Regions from separate parts of the Mus musculus genome. Here region 1 is linked to region 2. The links are chromatin contacts, called in public Hi-C maps. All regions are on one chromosome and are shown on one strand. Each heading gives the region's core, a stretch centred on a gene start, on an enhancer-like site or on the middle of the called end of the contact. The rest is flanking DNA. Distances are from core to core; before and after follow the strand shown.

Region 1 (5,793 bases), core at 1,921-4,420, 150 kb before region 2:
TAACAGCTGAGCCACTTTTCTAGCCCTTTAAAACTTAAATTTTAAGCGTGTGCGCGCTCACACACACACACATACATGCATGCACACATGAACAATCATTAATGTCAGCACCCACACATATTAATATAGTCTCACACTCAACCACATTCAGACCCATGTTCCTGCAAACACACACACATTCATATCACATGCATGCTCCCAAATACAGACATGTATTCACACACACGCACACACATACACACACACATGTGCAATGCTGTCTCACCCCACACTCCCATATTCACAGTTTCTCATGGAGACATGTTCATACATACACTCATTTATGGACACATTTGCACCTCTGCACTCATAACCCACACTCAAAATGTATACATGAATATAGTCACACACATGTCATATACATACACACATAAGCACATAGCTTCTCATACTTGGAGAATATACAGGCAAATTCACATTCATTGGACACAACTGCTCATACACACAAAATCACACCAGTTTACTTATTCCCACACACCCACTCACATACTCTCATATACCCACACTCACACACACAGAGAAACCCACTCCCATATTTTCTCACACACACACACACACACATTCTAACCTTGGTTACACTCATACTGCCACATAAACACAAAGGTACATGCAGAGACACATAAGTACACACACTTTACCACACTCGCAAGTGTGCACACTTCCATTTTCACTCTAACATTAGGTTAAGAACTTGGAAGTCGCCCCTACCTTTCTTATGCTAAGAAAAAGTTGAGCATGGTGACGTATACCTATAATCCCAGTCCTTAGAAGCTGGAGGCAGGAGGATTGTTATGAGTTCAAAGCCAGCCTGGGCTCCATGATGACTTCTGGTCCAGTGGGAGAGGGAGGAGGAGGAGGAGAGAGAGAGAGAGAGAGAGAGAGAGAGAGAGAGAAATAGGGAGGGAGGGAGGGAGGGAGGGAGGGAGGGAGGGAGGGAGGGAGGGAGGAAGGGAGGGAGGGAGGGAGGGAGAGAGAGAGAGAAGCTGAAATCCTACAATGAGTTTCAGATCCGCAGAGACTAGAGGTCACTCACAGGTAACTATGACTCTGAAAGCTGGCTTGGGGAAGGGTAGGGAATCTGAGCTCAGCCTAGCCTGCTGCAGGTGCCAGGAACTAGTTGGAAGGCTTCCAAAATCACAGCTGGAGGCCCTCTGAGGACCAGGGAGAGCCCAACCCTGAGGGACCCCTGAGTTGTGTAGGCTTTATTGGCAAGATTCTGCCTGGTGGGGAGGACCTGGGCTCCCTGAAGGGAAGGGCTGTAATCAAGAAGGGCCAGAGGGCCTAGGCAGGAAACTGCTCTGATCCAACAAGGGGAAGAGGGACACTTAGAAAAGAAATTCTTCTAAAGGCTGCCTCTCATGAACTGCCGCCCCGATGAATAGGCTGAATTGGATTGAAGGGCATCATCATATGTGTGTAGAAAAACTAGGAAGAATGTCACGACGGGGCTGGGGAGATGGCCCAGTCAGAAAGGGACTTTCTACACAAGCATGAGGACACATTTTAAAACTCGGCACGTGGACATTGTAATCAATTTCAATCAATGCTTGAGTGAGGGAGCAGAGACAGGAGGATCTCTGGCCACCTGGTAAGACAAGAAAGCCTGTCTTTAAAATAATAAATAAATAAATAAGTGTGGAACATGTAAGGGGTGGGGTGGCCCCTGGGGGTCAGGACACCACCAAACACCAGCTTCTTAGTACAACTCAGCACAAAGAAGATTTGTTATGCTGGAGGGCTGGGGGGGGGGGGGCCGAAGGGGGTAGGCTTGTTTGTGTCTGCATTAGGCAAAGGCATGGCCAAGCAGCAGCAGGTGCTTTTTCGTGGCTTTTTAAGGAGAAAAGGAGTCTGTGATAGGGAGAGTTGCTAAGTCTTGATTGAACATGTTAGCCAAATAATGAATTTTGATTGCTGGTCCTTAGTGTTTTGTCTCAGGAATGAACTGAACTCAAATAGTGTATAAACGCAAAGAGGGTTTTATTCTGCAGAAGTCCTGCCTGCTGGAGTCTCCTATTACCAAGATAGAGACTCTGAAGTGAGCATGCAGGCCTGATTTAAAGCACCCTAGGAGAATCCCAGGGTAAGTGTTTTACGCTATCTCTGAGGACATTCCATTACCGGGGTGTGGAGGCCACCTGGAAACTGCTGACCCATTGCCCTTGCTTCAGGTCAGGTGGTGGGGCAGTTTCTGATGGCAGGGCAGTTTCTGACTAGCTGCCTGAAGCCTGGGCTTTTAGGCCTAATCTCCTGAACTGCCAATTTGAAGCCGGTCATGGAGTCAGCCTGTCTCATCCAGGGTAGCTTTAGGAATGTAATCTAACAGTTTTAGGGAGAGAGAAAAGTAAAAGCCTGTAGACACCATGTTTGCTATGCTCAGGCCTGCTATCGAGCCAGCCCTTCAGAGAGCAATTGAAGAAGATGCTGGAATTGAAGAAGATGCTGTTGACTTCTGACCTGGGGGTGGGGGGCGTGCACGTGTGCATGCATACACACACACACACACACATGAATAGATAAGACATTTTTTTTTTTAAGTAAAAAGATGAGGCTGGAGAGATGTCTCAGCAATTAAGAGCACTTGCTGCTCATACGGAGGCCCTGGGTTCAGTTCCCTAAGTGCCTATAACTCTAGCTTGAGGGTCTCAGATGTTCTTCTGCTTCCTGGCTAACGTACTTATCTATGGGGAGTGGGGGTGGGGTGTGTGTGGAGCGAATGCTGTCACGGTTCTAAGAATCAACCTGTGTAACAGATGGGGTCAGAGAAGGTCACTCTCCCTACTTCCTCTCCCACCCCCGCTCAGTCTTCTCACCTATCGACTGTAGATAACAGCAACAGTCACAGATCCATGGTTCCAGGATTCCCTGGAATGCCAACAGTAGTGGGTGTGTCAGTCCCTTAGATGAGATGGCAAACAGCCACAGAAGTTGAGCATTTCCCTCACCCCTGTTTACTTAAATCATAATTTAAGCTTACTTTTGACTCCTAACACAAGGAAAGGGTTAAGAGACTAAATGTATTGTCTAGGAAATCCTGGTTAAAAAAAAAAAATTGGTCCATGCTCACTACAGAGGGGCTATCGTTGCACATGTGGCTGCAGTGTGATTCTGGTGTTTGTAATATATTTGCTCTGGGGGGGTGGCTGAATCCAGGAATGGAGAAGCCGTGGGCTCAGAAGTCATGGAGACGGAGCACCCACGACATTACTGAACATCCTCTTTTTACACTATCTCATTTGTTCTTTACTTAAACCACATGTGGCAGGAATTTCTGTTCTTTTACACATTGGGATTTGAGGTCAGGACAGCTCTGCAACTTGTTCCAAGGTACCTAGTCCATGCCTGTGGGTGGCCAGAGTCCATGTGGCCACAGGCTTTGCCAAGTGTTCTCCAGGTCTCTGTGGCCTGTTTCTGTAAGCCTGATTCTTACTGGGTTGTCGACCAAGTGTCCCACGCCCAGCATTTCCCACGCTTGGTGGCTATAAATAGCTGTTTTGTGCTGGAATAAGTCAAAGCCTTTTTCCCTCAGGACTGCAGAAAACACCCCACAGAGGGCCTGCAAAACACAGCTGCCCGAAGCGAACATAAGTAAGCTCGTAGCCATTCCCCCCTTCTTCTTGTGACATTTGAGAGCATCCCAAGCATTCATTTGGGAAGGCTGTGCTTTATAACTGATGTCACCCCTGGGTAGTCACAGACAGTATGATCCAAGAGGTCCTTTTGGGGGGACTCTGGTGACTTTCCAAAGGAGCTTGCAGCCTGGGAAACATCCTCAGAAAGAAACTGGTCCTGGAAGAGTTCGTAGGAGAACAGGACAGGCATCTGGGCTAGCCTGGTCCACTGCACAATGAGTGGGCTAGCCTAATCCACTGCACATCAAACATGGCCAGCCGCAGTTTCCTCTGCTTCCTGAGGATAGTTCTAAGTTTGCCATGATGTTCTTTCCATCTTTCCATGGCTAGAGGCAAGTGCTAACCATCACTTCTCTGCTGCTGGCCGTTGCAGAGATACTCACCTAGAGGGGCGGGGGGGAGGGGGGGTGGTACATGGGAAGTAAGCAGCAGGCCTCAGGGGAGCAAGCTCTATCAATGCAGTGTCTTTTCTCAACTTGTTTGTTCTGAGACAGGGTCTTCCCACAGAGCTCTGATTAACCTCGAGCTTAGGGTGACCCTCCTGCTTCTGCATACCTGCCCCCCCAAAACGTTAGGATCATAGGCATGAACCACGATGCCTAACCATTCTAGACTGTCTTTTAAGTTTTTTTCTTATTTATTTTGTGTGTGTGATATGTGCGTGCCACAGCATGTGTGGAAGCCAGAGGACAACTCTCAAGAATCTTTTTCATTTGTTTACCACACGATTCCTGGAGATTGGAGCCAGGACATGAGACATGTAGGCCCATGTCTTTACCCAGTGAATCATCTTGTCTGTTTCCATACCAGAGTGTACTAATGATAGCTTAGGTACAAGAAGGAAATGTGAAAATCACCACATGAGGGGTTGGAGAGATGGCTCAGCGGTTAGGAGCACTGACTGCTCTTCCAGAGGTCCTGAGTTCAAATCCCAACAACCACATGGTGGCTCATAACCTCTGTAATGGGATCTGATGCCCTCTTCTGGTGTGTCTGAAGATAGCACACTCACATAAAAGAAAGAAAAGGCAATCACCTGGGAGGAAAGTGGTTATCCCCGGGGTGTTTTCAAGGACATCCTGGCACTGCCCTGTTCACCTGCTTCCCAAGGCTGCTCTACCACAGACAGCAGTAGAGTCTCACTCTGAACACTACATTCCTGAGTCACTGGAGTCTGGGTGTGTCACGTGATCCCCTGGGGCCAATATGCACACTTCGGAAGGAGTTCTAAGGCTTCTTCACTGGATAAGGTTTGTAAAGCGCTTAGCCCACGCTAAGTGCTGCTTACGCGCAGCAGACCCTGGGTACTTCCTCTGCGGCTAAGTGACTTCCAGCTGTGCCGCTTAACAGGCTGGGTGTCTGCACAGTCTTCTCAGACTGGGAACTGCAGTTTCTAATCCCCAAAGTGAGAGGAATCATATGCGCTTCAGAGTCATCAGGACACTGAATGAGATAATGCATGAAAGTGTTCTTCGGATGCTGCCAAATGCTATGTAGTTGAAGTCACCAAGGCAACAGCAAGGGGTTTTTTGAGATGGAAAGTTGAAGCACCTACTACCAACAGCACCTTCTAAATCTCCCAGGAACTGTGTGCTAGCAAGTAGCTCCCAAGGATTGACAACCCTTTACACTGCAAAGAGCTGTGGCTGGCTGGGATAGGGGTGAGGGTGAGGGTTGGGCAGGGGAGGGGAGGGGGAGGGCACTGGTCTAGTGCTAGAAAGAGTGACTTTGTTCCTTAATTAGGATCTAGCCTGGTCTCTGGCAGAAGACTGGAAGGAGGTGATTACTTGTGAATAGATGTGTTTATATCACTTCCTCTAACCCCATTGCCAGCCTGCAGAGTGTGCTGCCAGACTCAGGAAACAAAAGCATGGGACATGCTGGGCGGTGGTGGCGCACGCCTTTCACTTCTGGTAGAACACAAGTATTTTATTCTGTCAGAGGCAGTAAGCATGCTTGCTTTAAAGCTTTAGAGTGAGCTGCTCGCTCTATCTCCCAAAGCTGATTTTGTTTTACAGGTCCTTTCAAAGATGGCTTATAGCAGCAGTAGCCAGCACAGCTCTACCTGTAAAACTTGGGTAGCTCTGGCAGAGCCTCTCCCAACAGCAGCTCAGCGTGCAGCTGT
Region 2 (6,270 bases), core at 515-3,014:
TCTATAATGGGTAAATATTAGTAATGTTTTACTTATTTTACATACTTTCTTGATGTTAGTTTTATAATATTAAATATTTCATTCTTGGCTGTGAGCATGCCTAGGCCTAGAAGAGCAAGTGACGCATGGTTTATAGGAGATCAGGGATTGCCAGGGCTGTGAAAGAGAAGCCATCCATCAGTGCCATCACAGTATCATCACAGGATGACATTAGCCATGCCCAACACTCACCCTACAAAGTAGCAGCAAAAGAGGAGAAAATAAAGTAACGTACACAATAAATCATTGTTACAGTCCTATTGCAACAGCTGCTGCAGAGATGGATACTAAGTGGAAGTAGATGATAATCAGATCCATGGCTCCCTTATCCACTGCTAATACACTCTTGGCCTCTGTTCTGATCACCTCCATTGACGACCCCAAGTCCCTCAGGGGTGCAGTCCTGTTGAGGCACCACAATTTCCCAAGGACCATTAGTCCTGGACATGAGCTTAGTGGAGAGCATCCCAGAGAGTTCTTTGGAAGGCAGTTCTCTTTGCTGTCATTTTTTTTGCAGTAGCAACTTGTATCTCCTTGGTAATGAGAATCATTTTCCAAGCCAGTATATTAATGATATTTTTACCTTTTAATTCAACAGTTAAGAAAACTCCAATGACCTGCAAGTGGTTTTATGGACCATGACTTTATTTCCTGAGGAAGGGATTCCTCTCTTGTGAAGTAGTATCACCCAACCCATGGAATCTGCAGTCATAAATCAAACACTATAAATTAATTATCTCATGTAATCAAGAGCAGACACTTTCTCACATCCACCTACCCTTATGGACTATGCATTTCAACTTTGAAAAACATGTAACCAGGAAAAAAAAATCATTGACAGGACCTCAACCTTGCAGAGAATCAAGCTCTCAATTTGCACTGAAATGGAGACTTCTGTTGACTCTCCCACTTTCTGGTAGGCTGGCTGCTTCTGGACAGACAGATGCATAGTAAGGACAGAGGCTGTGCTGGAAATAAGCCAACTGTGACACACTTCATCATAAAATTCACTGACTCCTCAGCTAGGCAGTGTGTATGACACTGGACACTCACTGCCTGCCTAGCTCCATCTAAGTGATGGACACATTGTTTAGCCACATATAATCTCCATTCCTGTGCTGGGGGCCACTCTGCACAGACTCACTAAGGCAGAACCAGGTTTGAGAGGCAAAGCTGTGATGATGGCATCTAGAGGACTGCTCCTGTTGCTCACTAGCATACTGAGCCTCCTTTGTATGGCGTGTCCTCTGACCAGCATTTCTCTCTCAGAGGAAGGGTTTCATAGTTAAGGACTCTAAAGATTTACCTCTTCATCTTCTGTTTAATCTTCTGTTAAACAATGTTGTATTTTAAAACGTTAACACTTTAGTTTTAATTGTGTGTGTGTGCGCACATAAGTGTACATGCCTGCAGAAGAGTAGAAGGGCTGCTGGGCTCTCTGCAGCTGGAGCTGCAGGCTGCTCTTAGCAAGTCCATATGGGTTCTGATAATCAAATTTAAGTCTTCTGCAGGAGCAGTACACTCTTAACCACTAATCCATGTCTTCAGCCCCTAAATTTGTTTATTGTGAGTGTGTATGCGTGCTCATGAGTATGCGTGTGTATGTGGGCCAGTGGCACTGGATATCTTCCTGTATCACTTTCCACCTTATATTTTAAGTCATGTTCAATACCTGTCTAGGCTGGCTACTCCCTACACCCCTAGGGTGCTCCTGTCTCCCCCTTCCACTGCTGGAATTACAGGCATGCACCAAAACGCCCCATTTAAAATACACACACACACACACACACACACACACACACACACACACACACACACACACTGCATGAGCTTGTATGCATGAGTTTGTGTGTGTAGGAACCCACAAAAGTCAGTAGATGGTGATCTCCTGGAATTGGAGCTACAAGAGGTTGAGAGCCATTATATATGGGTGCTGAGAACTTACCCAGGGTCCTCTGCAAACGCATCACCATGAAGTCACCACTTGGGTGTTGGGGGTTGAATTCCTTGTGCTTGTATAGGAAGAACTTTCTCACTGAGCTGTCTCCCATACCTGTTGCATGTAGCTGTGTTACCCTGCCAAAGCTCCCGGAAAGGACCATGTTAGCAGCACCTACCTAGAGAATATTGGATCCTTGGATGAAAACACAGACACACACACGGGTGTTCAAATTCAACTTGCTTTTTGGCACAATTGCTGGATGCTACTTATCTCCCACCTGGAGAAACATGCCCTTATAAATATTCTTTGCTCAGCATCCTAAATCTGCCCTCAACTTTAGTTGCTCAGTTACATCTAGTCCCAGCTAAACATCCCGACTACCCACCTGTATGTAGGAGCAGGTGTGTGGCCACTCCATCTAAGATCTCACATGGCTAGTCACCTTTTCTCCCTCAGAGGCATAGGAAAATCCTCTCCTCCTCTCCTCTCTCCTCTCCTCTCTCCTCTCTCCTTCTCTCCATCTCTCCTCTCTCCTTCTCTCCATCTCTCCTCTCCTTCTCTCCTCCTCTCCTCCTCTCCTTCTCCTTCTCCTTCTCCTTCTCCTTCTCCTTCTCCTTCTCCTTCTCCTTCTCCTTCTCCTTCTCCTTCTCTTCCCCTCCCCTCCTCTCCTCTCCTCATCCCTCCTCTCCTCATCTCTCCTCTCCTCATCTCTCCTCTCCTCTCCCCCTCCTCTCCTTCTCCCCTCCCTCTCTACCCCCCTCCCCCTCCCTCTCTCCTTCTCCCTTCCTCTCCTCCCTCTCCCTCTCCTTGCATCTGTCTCGTCACAGCAGAGGTTCCCAGCATCTATGAGCTGAGGATCTCTCTGTGTTCCTTTGTTCAAGTTTCCTGTGTGCTGGAGCCACCGTGTGACTAACTCTGCTAAGCTCACAGAGAAACCAATTCTCTCTTTCTAGACTTATATCACTGTGTGTGTGTGTGTGTGTGTGTGTTTTTTCCATCTGAGAATTCCTAAATTAATAGTGGATTCTTGCTCCACTTTGGGTGCCATCTGTTGCATGCAGCTTTGCTAAACCACCTAAGCTCTGGGAATGGACCCTGCTAGCATTTGAACAACTGTGTATGTCTGTGTTTTCATCCTCAGAGCCAATATTCTCTGGGTGGGGGCTGGTAACGTGGTCTGTTCCTGGAGCTTAGGCAGGGTAGCAGAAGCTACATGTAACACACTCCCACCAATTTCTTAACATGGATCTTTAAAATATTTTTTCTTTCATTCTGGCAAAAAAAAAATATTAGCCTAATTTATTGAGAAAATCAGTAATCTTGAAATTGTTTCACTGTCTCATATAGATTTGGGGCAGAGTAGCTCAATGGTAGAACACTTAGCTAGGATATATGAAGACCTGGGTTTAAACACCAGTACTACCAAACCACAAAACAAAACAAAATATAAAAAACCAAAACCACAATGGGCACTGTGTAATTCATGTTCAATACAGATTTTCTTTGAGTATATAGCAAATTTAATTTATGTCTCATCACTGTGACAAAATAGTGACAGGTTTTTGGTTTGTTTTGCTTTGGTTTTTGACAAGATCTCATGTAGTCCACACTAGCCTTGAACTCACTATGTAGCTAAGGATGACTCTGAACCCCTGAACCCTTTGCCTCCATCTCTCAAGTGGAGATCTAACATAAGACCATGCTAGGTAAGTACTCTACCAACTGAGCCACATCCATTACCCCAGTAAGTCTGTCTTAAAGTGTAGTTTAAAATTTGTGAAATATAAGTGTATGCTTATACATTTTCAGTACAGGGAGGCTTAAAATAAATATATGAGTTAAAGAATCCTTAAAATAGTAATGGTACACTTTTAAAGAATTTGTTACTATGTGTACTGGCTAGTTTTGTGTCAACTTGAAACAACTGGAGTTATCACAGAGAAAGGAGCTTCAGTTGAGGAAATGCCTCCATGAGATCCAACTGTAAGGTATTTTCTCAATTAGTGATCAAGGGGGAAAGGCCCCTTGTGGGTGGGACCATCTCTGGGCTGGTAGTCTTGAGTTCTATAAGAGAGCAGGCTGAGCAAGCCAGGGGAAGCAAGCCAGTAAAGAACATCCCTCCATGGCCTCTGCATCAGCTCCTGCTTTCTGACCTGCTTGAGTTCCAGTCCTGCATCCTTTGGTGATCAACAGCAATGTGGAAGTGTAAGCCTAATAAACCCTTTCCTCCCCAACTTGCTTCTTGGCCATGATGCTTGTGCAGGAATAGAAACCCTGACTAAGACACTATGTGATTTTTATCACTATTATTAATACACTGGTAAGGATTACCAAATTGTGTCTTTGTGTAGCTATAGATTTGTACTAAAATCTACAACCTCATTTTATATTCAACTCCTTCTAAGATGTGTATCTTAATGTGCTTGATTTAATGTCTTGACTTCAGTCAGATTATTTATTGCTACTAACACTGCCACAGGGTTATTCATCAGAAACAAGTCTAGTACTTTCTATTTGTCTTAGAAGTCTTATTTTCTCCTGCATTGCACCTATGTGCTTAAAGCATAAAGGAAAAGTTAAAAATGGAATAGCATATAGTGTACATGTGTGTGCATGTATGTACATGTGTGTATGTGTGTGCATGTGTGCCTGTGTGTACACATGTGCATATGTGTGCATGTGTATGCATGTGTGTACATATGTGTGCATGTGTGTGTATGCATGTGTGAGCATGTGCGTGTGCAGGCCAGAGGTTGATACCAATTGTCTCCTTCAGTCTGTTTTTATTCTATTTATGAGACAGATTCTCACTGAGGGCTAGGCTGGGTATTCAGTGAGTCCTAGGGATCCTCCTATTTCCACCTCTAGGTGTGCACCATGCCTAGAATTTTTGACACGAGTTCTAGGGAACCAGACTTGGGTCCTCATACTCTTGTGGCAAGCACCTTTAACTGGGTGAGCCATAGCCCCAGTTCCACAAAGGGGATACTATAGATCTTTCCAGGGGAAAAGAAAGGAAAAGTAGAAGTTAAAAACATAGTAAGCACTCTACAGCTACTAGCTATTATCACTTGCATAACCTATACTGTCACAGTAGGATAATCTGCTGGGTTTTTGTTTTTTTTTTTTGTTTTTTGTTTTTTTGCTCAACAGAAAACGTCCTGATGTTATAGCAACAACTGGTTGGCTCGCTCCAGTCTTATGGGAAGGAACTTACAACAGAGAAGTTCTAGAACAATATTATAAGAGACTGAACATTACCATAGGCTTGGCTGTCTTCGCTACTGGAAAGTATGCACTGCTGGTAGTTGTCCCTTATATTTTGTAGAAATAAGGATGCGCAGCCATGGACTGTCTCTAACCAAAGTACTACTTACTAATGAGTCTGTCATTACTTCTTTCTGCCCTGTGTAGCTATGGATAGCGGTTGTTCATTTGTTTTAGTTTAGTTTAGTTTAGTTTAGTTTAGTTTTGTTTTGTTTTGTTTTATCCAGCAATAGCTGAATGTTAGAACTTGTGCAAACATTTTCATTACTGTTCATTAAACTCTCTTTCCTTTTCTTCCTAACAAACTTTATGTCTTTTCTCAGGCCCCCAAGCTTACCAGATTATCTTTTACTAACCAATACAGCTGAAGGTACAGACCCAGCCAGGCTATCTTTATCTTCTTAGACACCAATGTCTTGTATGTTAATTGGCATGCTAAGTGGCACACACCTGCTGGGAATTAGTGAAGTGTTTGTTTATCTTTTGTTTTTGTAGCTTTTCAAAAGAGCCCCTGAGACGCTTCATAAAGTCTGCTGATAAGTACTTCATGGTGGGCTACAATGTTATTTTCTACATATTGGCTGACAGCACGTACAATCTACCATACTTTGAGTTGGGTCCTCTTCGGACACTTAAAACATGGAGGCTATTTGAGGAAGAGATGTGTCAAGACTGTAATCTCAGAAACATGAATAACATGCATAGCAAAATCATACAGTGTATACAATATGAAGTCAACTTTCTCTTCATGATGGCTGTGAACCAGACCTTCAAGAACAACTTTGGAGTAGAAACCTTGGGCAAATCTGTAGCTCAACTCCATGCATGGTGGTATTTTAAAAAGCCCAGAGACTTCCCCTATGAGAGAAGAACTAAATCTGCAGCTTTCATCCCCTTTGAAAAAGGAGATTTCTATTACCACAGGGCCATTGTTGGCGGCACACCCCTAAACGTCTTAAATCTAATTGAACAATATATAAAGGGAATTACAGATGACAACACAAATAAACTTGTTAGCACAT

Evidence for each region. Hi-C and Micro-C count contacts between places; a contact is called where the count stands out from the background.
Region 1: a Hi-C map of the N1E-115 cell line shows a contact between it and region 2, with 3 times the contacts expected there. The contact joins two enhancer-like sites. A contact is called at or near these places in 1 of 39 promoter capture datasets (macrophages), 3 of 484 Hi-C or Micro-C datasets (the N1E-115 cell line, group 2 innate lymphoid cells and nephron progenitors), 2 of 115 datasets of contacts at active chromatin or transcription factors (large pre-B cells and microglia) and 2 of 9 other capture datasets (adipose tissue and liver).

Annotation. Positions count from the first base shown.
Region 1 is chr2:35,506,493-35,512,285 of GRCm38.p6, reverse strand. No RefSeq gene overlaps it. Among named protein-coding and RNA genes, the nearest start is that of Gm35260, 4.6 kb to the right of the region's middle. Within about 2 kb of position 3,170, at least 105 of the 459 cell types and tissues checked have an H3K27ac peak or open chromatin away from gene starts, as enhancers often do. A contact at or near this core is called in the N1E-115 cell line, where this site is marked.
Region 2 is chr2:35,354,510-35,360,779 of GRCm38.p6, reverse strand. 4930568D16Rik (RIKEN cDNA 4930568D16 gene) reads left to right here. Exons shown (of 6, transcript NM_029463.1): 5 at 5,135-5,272; 6 at 5,744-6,270. Among named protein-coding and RNA genes, the nearest start is that of 4930568D16Rik, 10 kb to the left of the region's middle. Within about 2 kb of position 1,764, at least 1 of the 459 cell types and tissues checked has an H3K27ac peak or open chromatin away from gene starts, as enhancers often do. A contact at or near this core is called in the N1E-115 cell line, where this site is marked.